2 separate regions of the Muntiacus reevesi genome follow, and region 1 is linked to region 2. A link is a contact called in public Hi-C data. All regions are on one chromosome and are shown on one strand. Each heading gives the region's core, a stretch centred on a gene start, on an enhancer-like site or on the middle of the called end of the contact. The rest is flanking DNA. Distances are from core to core; before and after follow the strand shown. Region 1 holds the start of CMTR2 (cap methyltransferase 2). Region 2 holds the start of ZNF23 (zinc finger protein 23).

Evidence for each region. Hi-C and Micro-C count contacts between places; a contact is called where the count stands out from the background.
Region 1: a Hi-C map of muscle shows a contact between it and region 2, with 5 times the contacts expected there. The contact joins the promoter of CMTR2 here to the promoter of ZNF23 in region 2. A contact is called at or near these places in 2 of 3 Hi-C or Micro-C datasets (blood and muscle).

What each region holds. Positions count from the first base shown.
Region 1 is chr2:252,024,424-252,030,488 of mMunRee1.1, reverse strand. It overlaps CMTR2 (cap methyltransferase 2), which reads right to left and starts at 3,355. Exons shown (of 2, transcript XM_065925711.1): 1 at 3,065-3,355.
Region 2 is chr2:251,880,911-251,887,431 of mMunRee1.1, reverse strand. It overlaps ZNF23 (zinc finger protein 23), which reads right to left and starts at 3,890. Exons shown (of 6, transcript XM_065925703.1): 1 at 3,808-3,890; 2 at 3,300-3,416. It also overlaps the pseudogene LOC136157471.

The sequences.
Region 1 (6,065 bases), core at 2,106-4,605, 140 kb before region 2:
CATGTCTCTAAACTTCAGATTCCTGCCTCATAAGGTCGGTCAGACAGCTCCATGTTTATTTATATTATAAAATATTATCTTTTTATTGCCACAAAAACTTAATATACTTTCATAGAATAATTTTAAACTGAAGAAATATCCTTAATGAATATATAAATTACAAATAGTCACTCTACATCCTGTGCTATAACACTGTCTAAGAAACCAGAAACATCTGTCCACTGGAAATGGAAAGGGGTGCAAGTGAAGGAAGCAAGGCTTAATGACATAATGTTGAAAAAGTTCTAAATTCCAGCAGAGACAGCAATGAGTATTAGATGGTACTTGTTGGCACAGTGTTAATCAACAGGTGCTTCAGTTCATGACTTCTGGGCTTATTTAGTATATTCAATACATTCTACATCAGTATGAAGATTAAAACAGGAGATAAAAGACGAGTGAGCACCACAATAAACAGTAACAACAGAAGACTGTATTCCATTAGCATTTACTTTGTACTCAAAATACTTTTTCATCCTTTTATATTTTGTTTAAATTACTTACAAGTCTGTCTGTGCCATTCCGTGCTCAGTCGCTCAGTTGTATCTGACTCTTTGCGACCCCATGGACTGTAGCCCGCCAGGCTCCTCTGTCCATGGGGATTCTCCAGGCAAGAATGCTGGAGTGGATTGCCATGCCCTCCTCCAGGGGATCATTCAAACCCAGGGATTGAACCTAGGTCCCCACCACTGCAAGCAGATTCTTTACCGTCTGAGCCACCAGGAAAGCCCAAGAGCTTGCAAACTTCCTGAAGTAACAATCACCTTAGTCATTTCTGTTTGCCACACTATATTTACCCCAAAATTGTGGATAACAGTCACAATAACCTATTAATGTATTTTTCTTACCTTAGGTCTATTTTTTTTTTTTACTGTTAGACTATTTAGACAATATCAATGTATGACAAAACCCACTGAAAAATAAAAAATAAAAAAAAAGAATATTTAGACAAATTTCTGACAGAAAGCAAAAAGGAAGCATTTTCACATTCACTAAAATTTTAATTAAAAGTAAATGCACGAGGACTACAACAAGTTATTCTATCCTAATTCACACTTTGCTTACTGGAAACTGCAACTTTTAGATTTCAACTATATTCTATTTTGGGAAAAGTCTGACTTTAGTCATTAACTTCACATACCAATTAATGGCTGTAAGTAAGCTCTGAAATCTTACCTAAGCTAATACGTAATTACTTTCACAGGAGAACAGCTAAAGTGGTTCAAACAGTCCACTGTTCTTCCCGCCTATACTTGTGGAACATGAACCAAAATTATATATTATATATTTTTATATAAACTGTATATCATGTTGAAAAATGCTCAGGTTGACAACACACAACTTATCCAAACATTGTTTCCTACAAATTCCCAGAATCCAACTGCTTCGCACTCACTCCAACTACCAAACTTCTGATCAGAAACACGTATCAACTCTCTTCTGAACTACTGGCACAGCTGTCTCACTCCTCTCTTTGCTTCTACCCTTGCCTCCGCCATTCTATTCTGAAACACACTCACCAGAGTAACTCTGAAAAACCTTAGATTGTAGGGCTGCTCTGCTGTCACGGCTCCCCGTTTCACTCACAGTAAGTGCCAAAGTCTTTACAATAGTCTACAAGGCCCTAGAAGATGTCTGTTCTCCAGCCCCACCCCATGGCTAACCTAATTTTCTCCTACTACCCCTTTTTTTCATTGTGTTCCAGCCCCACAGGCTCTCTTGCTGTTCACTTAAAAGCCCAGACACACAGCAAGGGGAGTCTTTGGACAGTCAGTCCCTCCACCTGGAATGCTCTTCCCTTCCCTTATCTCCTTCAAGAATTTACAAAATGGGGAATTCGTGTAGCTCTATGGCTGATTCATATCAATGTATGACAAAATCCACTGAAAAATAAAAAAATAAATTAAAAAAAAAAAGAATTTACAAAAGTGTCATTTTTTCTGTGAAGCCTTTGACATTCTAATTTAAAACTGCATCTTCCATTAACAATGGTAAAGGTAAGAACTTTGCTGTCTTTTCCTATGACACTCTTTCCTTCTAACATGTGAAAGTGAAAAAGTGAACGTGAGGTCACTCAGTCGTGTCTGACTCTTTGAGGCCCCCATCGACTGTGGAGCCTACCATGGAAATTTTCCAGGCAAGAGTACTGGAGTGGGTTGCCAGTTCCTTCTCCAGCGGATCTTCCTGACCCAGGAGATGAACCCAGGTCTCTGGCATTGTAGGCAGACGCTTTACCATCTGAGCCATCAGAGAATTTACTTATTTATGTTTACTATTTTTTATGTCTTCCCAAAACTACAACCTAAGCTGCAATGGGCAGGGATCTTTGTTTTCTTTACTCACTTATTAAGAAGTTAGAACAGTACACAGAAAGCATTCAGTAAGTATTCATGGAATAACTAAAGGTATTTCAGACTAGCCCAAAAGACGTGCCTCTGATCAGGTTCTGAATATATAAGTCTTAGCAAAGAACTTCAACATCACTCTAGCACCTCACACAAAACAAAAACAAAAATGCATATGGTTTACGAGATACAAGGGAAAAGTTTTCAGTATGATCCTCTGGAAAAGGTTCCTCTGTCCCTCTTATGAAGCACTCCATAGAGCTTTGTGGCATCATCATTCTGCTACGAGGGTTAGTATTACCATTGTTGTTTTGCAGAATTGAGTAGGAAGTCATGTACCCCCAGCCCAATGCCACGAAGGGAATACCCGCAAAATCACCGGCCTAACACAAAGTCTCATTAATAGCTGTTACTCCCCCAGTTAACACTTGCAAAGAAATTTTAGAAGAGGTGCCAACAGCTCCACCTCCTCACAGCAACAGCGAAAATAATGCCTACTGTGTATCCAGCGCCTTACTTTGCGCCAGGGGCACCCCAAATCTCATTTCCTCTAGGTAGAAATTAAGTCTCAAGTTTCATTCGAGCGACCCAGTCCCTGACCCGGAGGAAACTCAGCCCAAGCCTCTGCCTAATCCACTGGAAAGTCGAAGACCCGGGTTCGGAAAGTGGGCCTGAATTACCTTCGCTCACGCCCACCTCAGCCCCCAGAGTCTAGAGAGGCTGCGCTTCACTCGCTCTCCTCACTCAAGGAGGGCATTCTCCACTTCCACTCCTGGGGATGATTCCCAAGAGCATCGCTACTGCAGGTCTTCTGAGCCCTGGCACAGGGATGGGAGGTGGCGCGCCGGAAGATCGAGAAGGAGGCAGGAGCGGCCCTAAGAACACGCAGAGCGGAAGCACAACTACAGCCCGAGACTCCGGCGCGAGACTCCGGCGAACGGAGGCCCAAAAACCCTAACACACGCACTGCGCGTGCGCCTCAAGGCTGAGCTGGCGTCTTACGTCAACGTTACGCACGTCGGCGAAGCTCGTAAGAGACCTCTGCTCTCTCGGTTTCGTTTCTCCGCTGGGTGCTGAATCTGGGAAGCGCCAGCCTCCCGCCCAACGGCCGCTATGGCAACTGCGCGCTCAAACCGAGCGTCCTTTGGCCCCGCCCCCCGAGGGTGGAGGCGTGGAATGGGGCGAGGACAACCTGTCCCGGACACGCTGGCCCCGCCCACCTGGGCCCTGGACGCCCGGGGTTCTCTCGCCTTGGGGTAGTTTAGCTCTTAGCAGAAAGAATGAGGTTAGAAGAAAATGAGGTTAAAAAGCCAAACTAAGGAAACTACAAAAATACTGTTATCATGACATACATATATTTATAAACGAGTAAAACAACCTCCCTTCTAGATACCATATTAAAAAGCAGACATTACATTGCCGACAAAGGTCCGTCTAGTCAAGGCTAAGGTTTTTCCAGTGGTCATGTATGGATGTGAGAGTTGGACTGTGAAGAAAGCTGAGTGCCGAAAAATTGATGCTTTTGAACTGTGGTGTTGGAGAAGACTCTTGAGAGTCCCTTGGACTGCAAGGAGATCCAACCAGTCCATCCTAAAGGAGATCAGTTCTGGGTGTTCATTGGAAGGGCTGATGCTGAAGCTGAAACTCCAATACTTTGGCCACCTCATGCGAAGAGATGACTTATTGGAAAAGACTCTGATGCTGGGAGGGATTGGGGGCAGGAGGAGAAGGGGACAACAGAGGATGAGATGGTTGGATGGCATCACTGACTCGATGGACATGAGTTTGAGTAAACTCCGGGAGTTGGTGATGGACAGGGAGGCCTGGTGTGCTGCGATTCATGCGGTCGAAAACAGTGAGACACGACTGAGCGACTGAACTGAACTGAAGACAAGCTCCCCGGAGAAGGAAATGGCAACCCACTCCAGTACCCTTGCCTAGAAAAATCCCATGGACAGAGAAGCCTAGTAGGCTACAGTCCATGGGGTCGCAAAAAGTCGGACATGACTGAGCGACTTCACTTTCAGTTTTCATTTTCACAAGACAACCTCAAAGGAAAATGGGAGACGATTGAACAAGCCATTCGAAAAAGCAAAACAACCGGTAAGGGTATAGTGCAAAGCTATTTGGGCTTCCTGATAGCTCAGTTGGTAAAGAATTTGCCTGCAATATGGGTGACCTGGGTTCAATCCCTGGGTTGGGAAGATCCCCTGGAGAAGGGAAAGGCTACCCACTCCAGTATTCTGGCCTGGAGAATTCCATAGACTGTACAGTCCATGGTGTAGCAAAGAGTTGGACATGACTGAGCCACTTTCACTTTTACAGAAGGCAAACTTTAAAATAACCTTGCACCTTAGCCCAGCAATTCCCACTCCTAGCAATTTAGCTTTAGAAAACAACTGGCACTCACTTTGGGAAAAAATGTTTATCATAGCATCTTAATAACATTAATAACAATACTGGAGCCTATTATACAAAGTGAAGTAAGTCAGAAAGAGAAAAATAAATATTGTATACTAACACATATATGGGCTTCCCTGCTGGCTCAGGTGATAAAAAATCTGTCTGCAATGCAGGAGACTGGGTTCAATCTCTGGGTTGGGAAGATCGCTTAGAGAAGGGAATGGCAACCCACTCCAGTATTCTTGCCTGGAGAATTCCATGGACAGAGGACCCTGGCAGGCTACAGTCCATGGGTCACAAAGAGTTGATCACAATTCAGTGACTAACACTACTATGCAGCCATTAATAGATTATATATGCCAAAAGTGTCATATGAAAATAGGAGAATATAGAACTAGATGTGGAGTTTGACCCATTTATGTCATATATATACATATATGTGTGTGTGTGTGACACACATACAAATTTTACAACTCTTCCAGTATACGCATCAGTGGAGAAAAGTCTTTTCAAAAAAAATAAATAAATAGTGGGGCTTCCCTGGTGGTTCAGTGGTTAATAATTCACCTGCCAATGTAGGAGGCATGGGTTTGATCCTTGGTCAGGGAAGGTCCCACATGTGACAGGGCAACTAAGACTGTGTGCCACAACTACTGAAGCCCACACACCCAGAGCCTGTGCTTTGCAAAAAGAGAAACCACTGCAATGAGAAGCCCCTGCTCACCACAACTAGAGAAAGCCCTCACGCAGTAACAAAGACCCCATGCAGTCAAAAACAAATAAATAAATAAATTATCTTTTAAAAAAGGATTGTAGGACATTTGAATATCTATTTTATATGGAAAAGACTTCATCTGGACTCTTCAGTCAGTCAGTCAGTTCAGTCGCTCTGTCGTGTCCCACTCTTTTCGACCGCATGAATCGCAGCACACCAGGCCTCCCTGTCCATCACCAACTCCCGGAGTTTACTCAAACTCATGTCCATCGAGTCAGTGATGCCATCCAGCCATCTCATCCTCTGTCGTCCCCTTCTCCTGCCCCCAGTCCCTCCCAGCATCAGAGTCTTTTCCAATAAGTCACCTCTTCGCATGAGGTGGCCAAAGTATTGGAGTTTCAGCTTCAGCATCAGTCCTTCCAATGAACACCCAGGACTGATCTCCTTTAGGATGGACTGGTTGGATCTCCTTGCAGTCCAAGGGACTCTCAAGAGTCTTCTCCAACACCACAGTTCAAAAGCATCAATTTTTCGGCACTCAGCTTTCTTCACAGTCCAACTCT
Region 2 (6,521 bases), core at 2,641-5,140:
CCAAAAAGAATCCTTACCAAGAAACAAATTGTCTCGTACCTTGATCTTGGACTTCTAGCCTCCAAAATTAAGAGAAATCACTTTCTGTTGTTTAAGCAGTGTATGGTGTTTTGTTATGACAATCCAGGCAGACTAAAAACATTAGGCTGAAGTGTGGTTTATCTATGTTAACTTTTATTTTTAAACAACCAGCTTTTTAATTTTGAACACCACTTCCTTTTCTACTTTTTAATTAAGTTCTGATTTTTTACATTAATTAATTTTAATTGGAGGATAATTACAATATTGTGCTGGTTTTTGCCATATATCAACATGAATGCACGGGTGCACATGTGTCCCCTAAGCTCTGCTTTGTAAAATTTGTTTCTCTAGCTCTGTAGGAGATACCTTATGCACCTTACCAAATCCTCTTGTCCACTCTTAGTCCAGTTCCAGAGGCTTTGACCAGCTCTGCACAAGTACAACCTACCAATGCTTCTCAAGGGTCTACACCACACATGGTAATGGCTCCTGCCCTGGGGCTTCTCTATCCTGTGTGGGACATCTGCAGATGTCCACTGGGTCCTGAAGGACAGGGGAGTTAACACCTGTGATGCCACCCTTGACCAACAACAGATAGAGGTCAATGGATAAACATTTTCTCCTTTAGTCTCCCAGGTGGGGAGCCATGAGACTCCAAGGCTCTTCAAAGACCCTGTAAGTCAGAGTACCACTCTCCCACTGAGAGACCAGCCTGGCAACGCATCCTTGTATTGGTCCCTCCTTCTCTGTTTCACTCCCCTTGTGTTTAACTCTGCCCCAGGACTAAATTTCCAAATAAACAGCCTGCCCACAAGCCTCTGTCCAATGTTCTGCTTTTAGGGAATGCTCAACTACAAAAGGTTCTACCAATTTTATTACATAACGTTTTCTCCATAACCCATGATTACTTTTACCTAATTGTTTAGAGACCCAGTAAAGAGTGAACTCTCACAAAACTCTGAGTCCTTATATATCATGGGCGAATCCTTTCAAATTTTAAAGAAATGAATAATTCTAACACTACTTAAACTGTAGCAGATACCAGCAAAATAAGTTCGTAGTAGTTTATTAACGGGACATCATGACTAGGAGGGATCATCCCATGAATGCAAGTAAAGTTCAGTATTGGTGTACAGACTGTACTTTTTCACATTAATAAATCAAAGAAATATAAACATGCTCTCCATCTCAGTGGATATCAAACGTGTTTGATAAAATTCAACATTCACACCTAAATTTTAAAACTAATTCCCTAGGGAACCTCTCATATGTAGGTGATATACATACAAAATTACTCATTACTGGAAACAACTCACATGTCCACTGAGAATATGAACAAGCAGTGTTAGGGAAACTGCAGAACAAAGCAAAGAGCATTGTAAAAAAATTAACATAATACTAGTGCTGCAGTTTTGCTCAGATTGACAATGATATCATTTTGCCTCCTGGATCATAAAGGGAAACCCAAACTGCAATCTTTGAAGTCTCACCCATGGAGAGGATGCCTTGCCTGGGACCTTTTCCCAACTGGGACTCCAGATGTGCTGTGACACGGGACTTGCCAGTGCTGTTTGAGTTTGGACGTTGGTCAAAACCCAATTTGGTGATGCATCCTCTGCTGTTTCTGTTTCTCTTTTCTTTTAGTGTTAGTATATTAAAAGTAAGTTACATAATTCTCTAATAAATATTGCTATTGGTTACTTGTATGGAAATAGTGGCTTATTTTGTTAACAAATCCTTTGACCCTGAGAAGAAGTGAAAACTTTCAGCAAAACAAGCTGTCATACTATTTTTACAATGAAACATCACCCAGTGGCAAAAATGAATGCCTCAGCAACACACAAAATCTGGATGAATTCAGGATCATAATACTGAGTTAGGTAAGTCTCAAAAGATTTGCCCAGAAGACTTACAGACACCATGACACTACCTTCATAAAACTCAAAAACAAACAGAATTAATCACATTATTTACAGAAACAAGTATATCTGATAAAATTATTTTTTAAAATAGGTAAAGGAATAATGGATTTCCCTAGTGGCTCAGTGGTAAAGAATCTGCCTGAAATGCAGGAGACTCAGATTCGATCCCTCTGTCAGGAAGATCCCTCGAAGAAGGAAACGGCAACCCACACCAGTATTCTTGCCTGGGAAATCCTAAGGACAGAGGATCCTGGAGGGCTACTGTCCTTGGGGCTGCAAAGAGTCAGATATGACTCTTAGCAACTAAACAACAATAGCAAGGCTATGATTAACACAAAATTCGAGAGAGTACCTCTAGGGGACAGAAAGTGGGAGCTGGAGTGGGAGGAGTGTGCAAACACACGCAGCCATATTGGCAATGCTCTCCTTTTTATTGGAGTGTTTCATGGGTGCTCACATCACTACTATGCTTCATAAATGCCATGCTAGATCAATCTTCTGAATACATGAATTACATTTAAAATATACACTTATCTGTATGATATGAAATAATTTTCAACATGCAAAAGGTACTGTGCTATCTTTTGTGTAAAACAAAAAGGAACTATAATATATGTATATCGGTGACTTGTGCAAAAAGAAATAAAAGGAAAAACCAGAAACTAAGGAGAATGGGTGCCTCAGGTGTGGATGGGAAGTCAGTGAAAGGAACTCAGGGAATGGAAACAGGGTGAAAGGAAACCTGGGGTGCAGAAGTAGAAGGGGTGACAGGAAATGACACCTCACTGAGTGTGTCTTTTTGTTCTGACTTTCATGTAATGCTTTGCATATCAAAACACACACACACACACACACACACACATACATATATTAAAAAAATCAACCAACGAGGATGGGTGACAACCTCCAAAAACTAAAAACAACAGCAAATGAGCCTAACCATACAACATTACTGCACTGAAGCGATGGGAAAGAAAACAAGTAACTCTGATAAATAATATTTTAACTAAATACTGTAAGGCTAAAAAGACCTGTACCCAAAGGCTACTTGAGGTTGTATAATTTTTAAATTTATTGCCATTCTTCCCTATCTGGCAGTTAAAACCACAAATTTTCCTTTGAATGCACTACAAACTACATTCCAAAAGCTTTTCAAATATATATATATGTGTGTGTGTGTGTCTTCATTACTGCTTTACATTTTTAGTAAACTTGCTTTCCTGAGAGTATGAATGAGCAATTCAATAACTATTTCATGGATATTCTAGGACGGAGAAAATCAGCATATTCTACATTGTATCAATCATTCCCAGGTCATCGTCATCCCACAGCCCCAGAGATGTCGGGCCAGGTTACCTTTTGGAACTGACATCGCTCCAGCAGACAGTGCCCTCCAAAATCCGGGCTTCTTCCGATCTCGGGTGCCCTGGAGGGGCTCTGCTTTTTCTGTTCCCCCACTGACCTCGATTCACCCTGTGTTCGGAAGGAAGACACATAAAGCTTATACTTGAAACGCATACAGATAAAAGCCCCTGCACTAACCCAACACGTTGAGAGACTCGTGATACTCTTAGGCCTCTTCATCTCTGCAAATATTCCACCCTCTGGCTGGTCCAACACAAGCTCCCAAAAGGCCAGTAGCATCTTCTCCAAAGTGCTAATTGCTCGCGGCTTCGCGGTTGTGACAAAAACCCAGGCTTCGCCCTCTACCCGACGGAACGTAATCGGCTATTAAGTCTAAAGTAGGCGCGAAGAGGACAGAAAAAGCCCACAGATCCACCTCAACGGAGCCTGGAGGAGCATCACAACCGCAACCAGAGCGTTAGACCAGGCACCGCCCCCGCCTCCCGCAGCCCACACTCACCTCCGAAGCTAGCCGCTCCACGGCGCGGCCGGAAGTACGTCACCAGACCGCGGCCGAGTCTCTCTAGCAGCAGCATCGCTCCTTCTCGGATTTGCTCTGGCCCCGCCCCCTGCAGCGGAATCCCGAGTACGCTATCCTGGCTTCCTTCTCCCGGATGCGAGTCTAATAGAGAAAGCAGTGCTCCTCGAGGTGGGCTAGGGAAGGCAAGAATGAGGCGAGCGATGGACCCAAACCAGGGCCTGCCGCCGGGGATCTATATCGTAGTAAAGCTGCAGGTATAACCAGATTTCGGAGTTTCCGGACTGGACCCCTGATCATACGATGTCAAACCTAAGGCCCCCTTTTTGAAACAAATATTTCCTAATGATCACCATAAGCTCCTGTCATGAAACTCATAGATAATAGCTTAGAAGGTCATAGACAGTATAAACAACCTGCACTTTAAAAAGTAATGTTATAAAGGAGAAATAAAATAATTTATGATTTAAAGTGTATGTATTTCAGTAGGTAAATGTTTGGTAAGTCGGGTGTAGACCTAATAGTGAAATTGCTCAGTCGTGTCCGACTCTTTGCGATCCCATGGACTATTAGCCTACCAGGCTCCTCCGTCCGTGGAATTTTCCAGGGAAGAGTGCTAGAGTGGGTTGCCATTTCCTTCTCCAGGGGATCTTCCCGACCCAGCGATTGAACCGAGATCTCCCGCGTTGCAGGTAGATGCTTTACCGTCTTGAGCCACCAGGGAAGCCCGTAGACCTAATAAGTCCTCAGATAACTTGCCTCTACATGTAGAACATGCGGGGTCCACAGCCATAATGCTGTATCTTATGTTGGTATTTCAAAAAACTACAAAGTGTGATCCAAAATGGTTGATCACAGCATCTCCTGATTACACATACACAGTAGTTACTTTTTTGGAAAATCAGCTATGTCAAAACTGTGCAAAAATATACTGTGTTTATCCTGATTAAAAAAAAAAAAAAAAAGCTCTAGATTCAGGTCATCTTTAAGCAGTTTTTACCTATGTGAATGTCCATCAAGATGTATGAAAGCCTGTGAAAACTTTTCATAGGCAGGTCTGTATTGTGCACTGCAGGCTGTGTTACTCCTGGCTCCCAATCAACACCACCAAATCTTGTGACAAAAATAGCCCTGTTAAACTCCAAAATGATCATTAAAATGTAATTTTTACTTTTAATTTTGCTCAAGGTAAATGGCAGATTGAGATAGGTGGCTGTCTATATAAGCCTTATATATGTAAATAACTCAATGGTGTAGTTAGGCAAGTATGGAGTTCAAATAACTTTGGGTTGGTGAATTGAGGGCAGAATGTTTGTTAGGTGAGTTAGCAGAATCTTATATGCTTTGACTTATTTGGGGGGTGTGGCATGGTGATAATGGTATATAAAGTATGAGAATTAATGGGAGGATGGTAGGGGTTTGGTTAGACAAGCTATTAGATATAAGTGTGCATGTGTGGTATGTATGTAACTGCTCTGTATCCTGTGACCACTGACACAGTAACACATGATAGATGATGTTGGAAAATAATACTCAATTTAAGCTCAGCTACTTCTTGTACAAGGGCTTCCCTTGTAGCTCAGCTGATAAAGAATCCGCCTGTAATGCAAGAGACCCTGGTTCAATTCCTAGGTGGGGAAGATCCACTGGAGAAGGGAGAGGCTACCCACTCCAGTATTCTTGGGCTTCCAAGCTGGTGGCTCAGCTTCCCTGGTAAAAAATCTGCCTGCAATGTGGGAGACCTGGATTCGATTCCTGGGTTAGGAAGATCCCATGGAGAAGGAATACTTCACTCCAGTATTCTGGCCTGGAGAATTCCATGTACTGTATATCCATGGGGCTTGCAAAGAGTTGGACATGACTGACCTTCACTCTCAAAGCTTTCACCTTCACTCTCAAAGCTCAGCTACAAGTTTCTTAACTGTGTTAAGGCCTCTGATGGCCATAGCTGAGTCCCAGCATCCCCCTCAACTTAAAAATACCAGAAGCATGAAACCAGTGAGCATAGTTGATTAATCATTAGTCTATTGAGATGTATTACTCAAGGGGAAAGAATGAATGATTTTAGGTGAGATAATCTTGAAGTAAGAACCAGATGCCAGATATAGTTCATTTAGAGAAATCCTCATGGTTCATTGACCTAGGAAAGAGGCATATTTGTGGGTGAGCTGATGATTTATCACAGCTTGATAATTATGCTCTGCCTATTAATTATGATAAGCATAATGACTGGAAATGATTAGCTTTATGTGATATGCATGATTTAAAAATATGTCCTGTGCAATATTAATCACTTCAATTACCCCTATGAATATTTGTGGGGACTGGAATCTAATGTGAGTTAAATTGTTAATGTGTATGGAATATCAACAGGCTGATGTACATACTTATATACACAGGATAGATAAATAATTCATGATTATACATATCATATACTCTGCATAAGAAGGCATAGTATTTATTTACATAAGTGGAAGGGCACAAAATGCACAAAGGAAACCATAATATTAGTTTTTAAGACGTCATTTTTAAATACTAACACAGCACTCAAAGATCGTGTAAAATGTTCCATAAGCAAGTTGTTCAGGGAATCAGTGAAGTAGAGTTCAGCTTTGGGTGTTGATGGAGGGCTGGAGCATCTTCCTTGAATCTTAGGGGAAAATGTTATTTTCCTTTTCTGTTTTAGAAGAACAAAC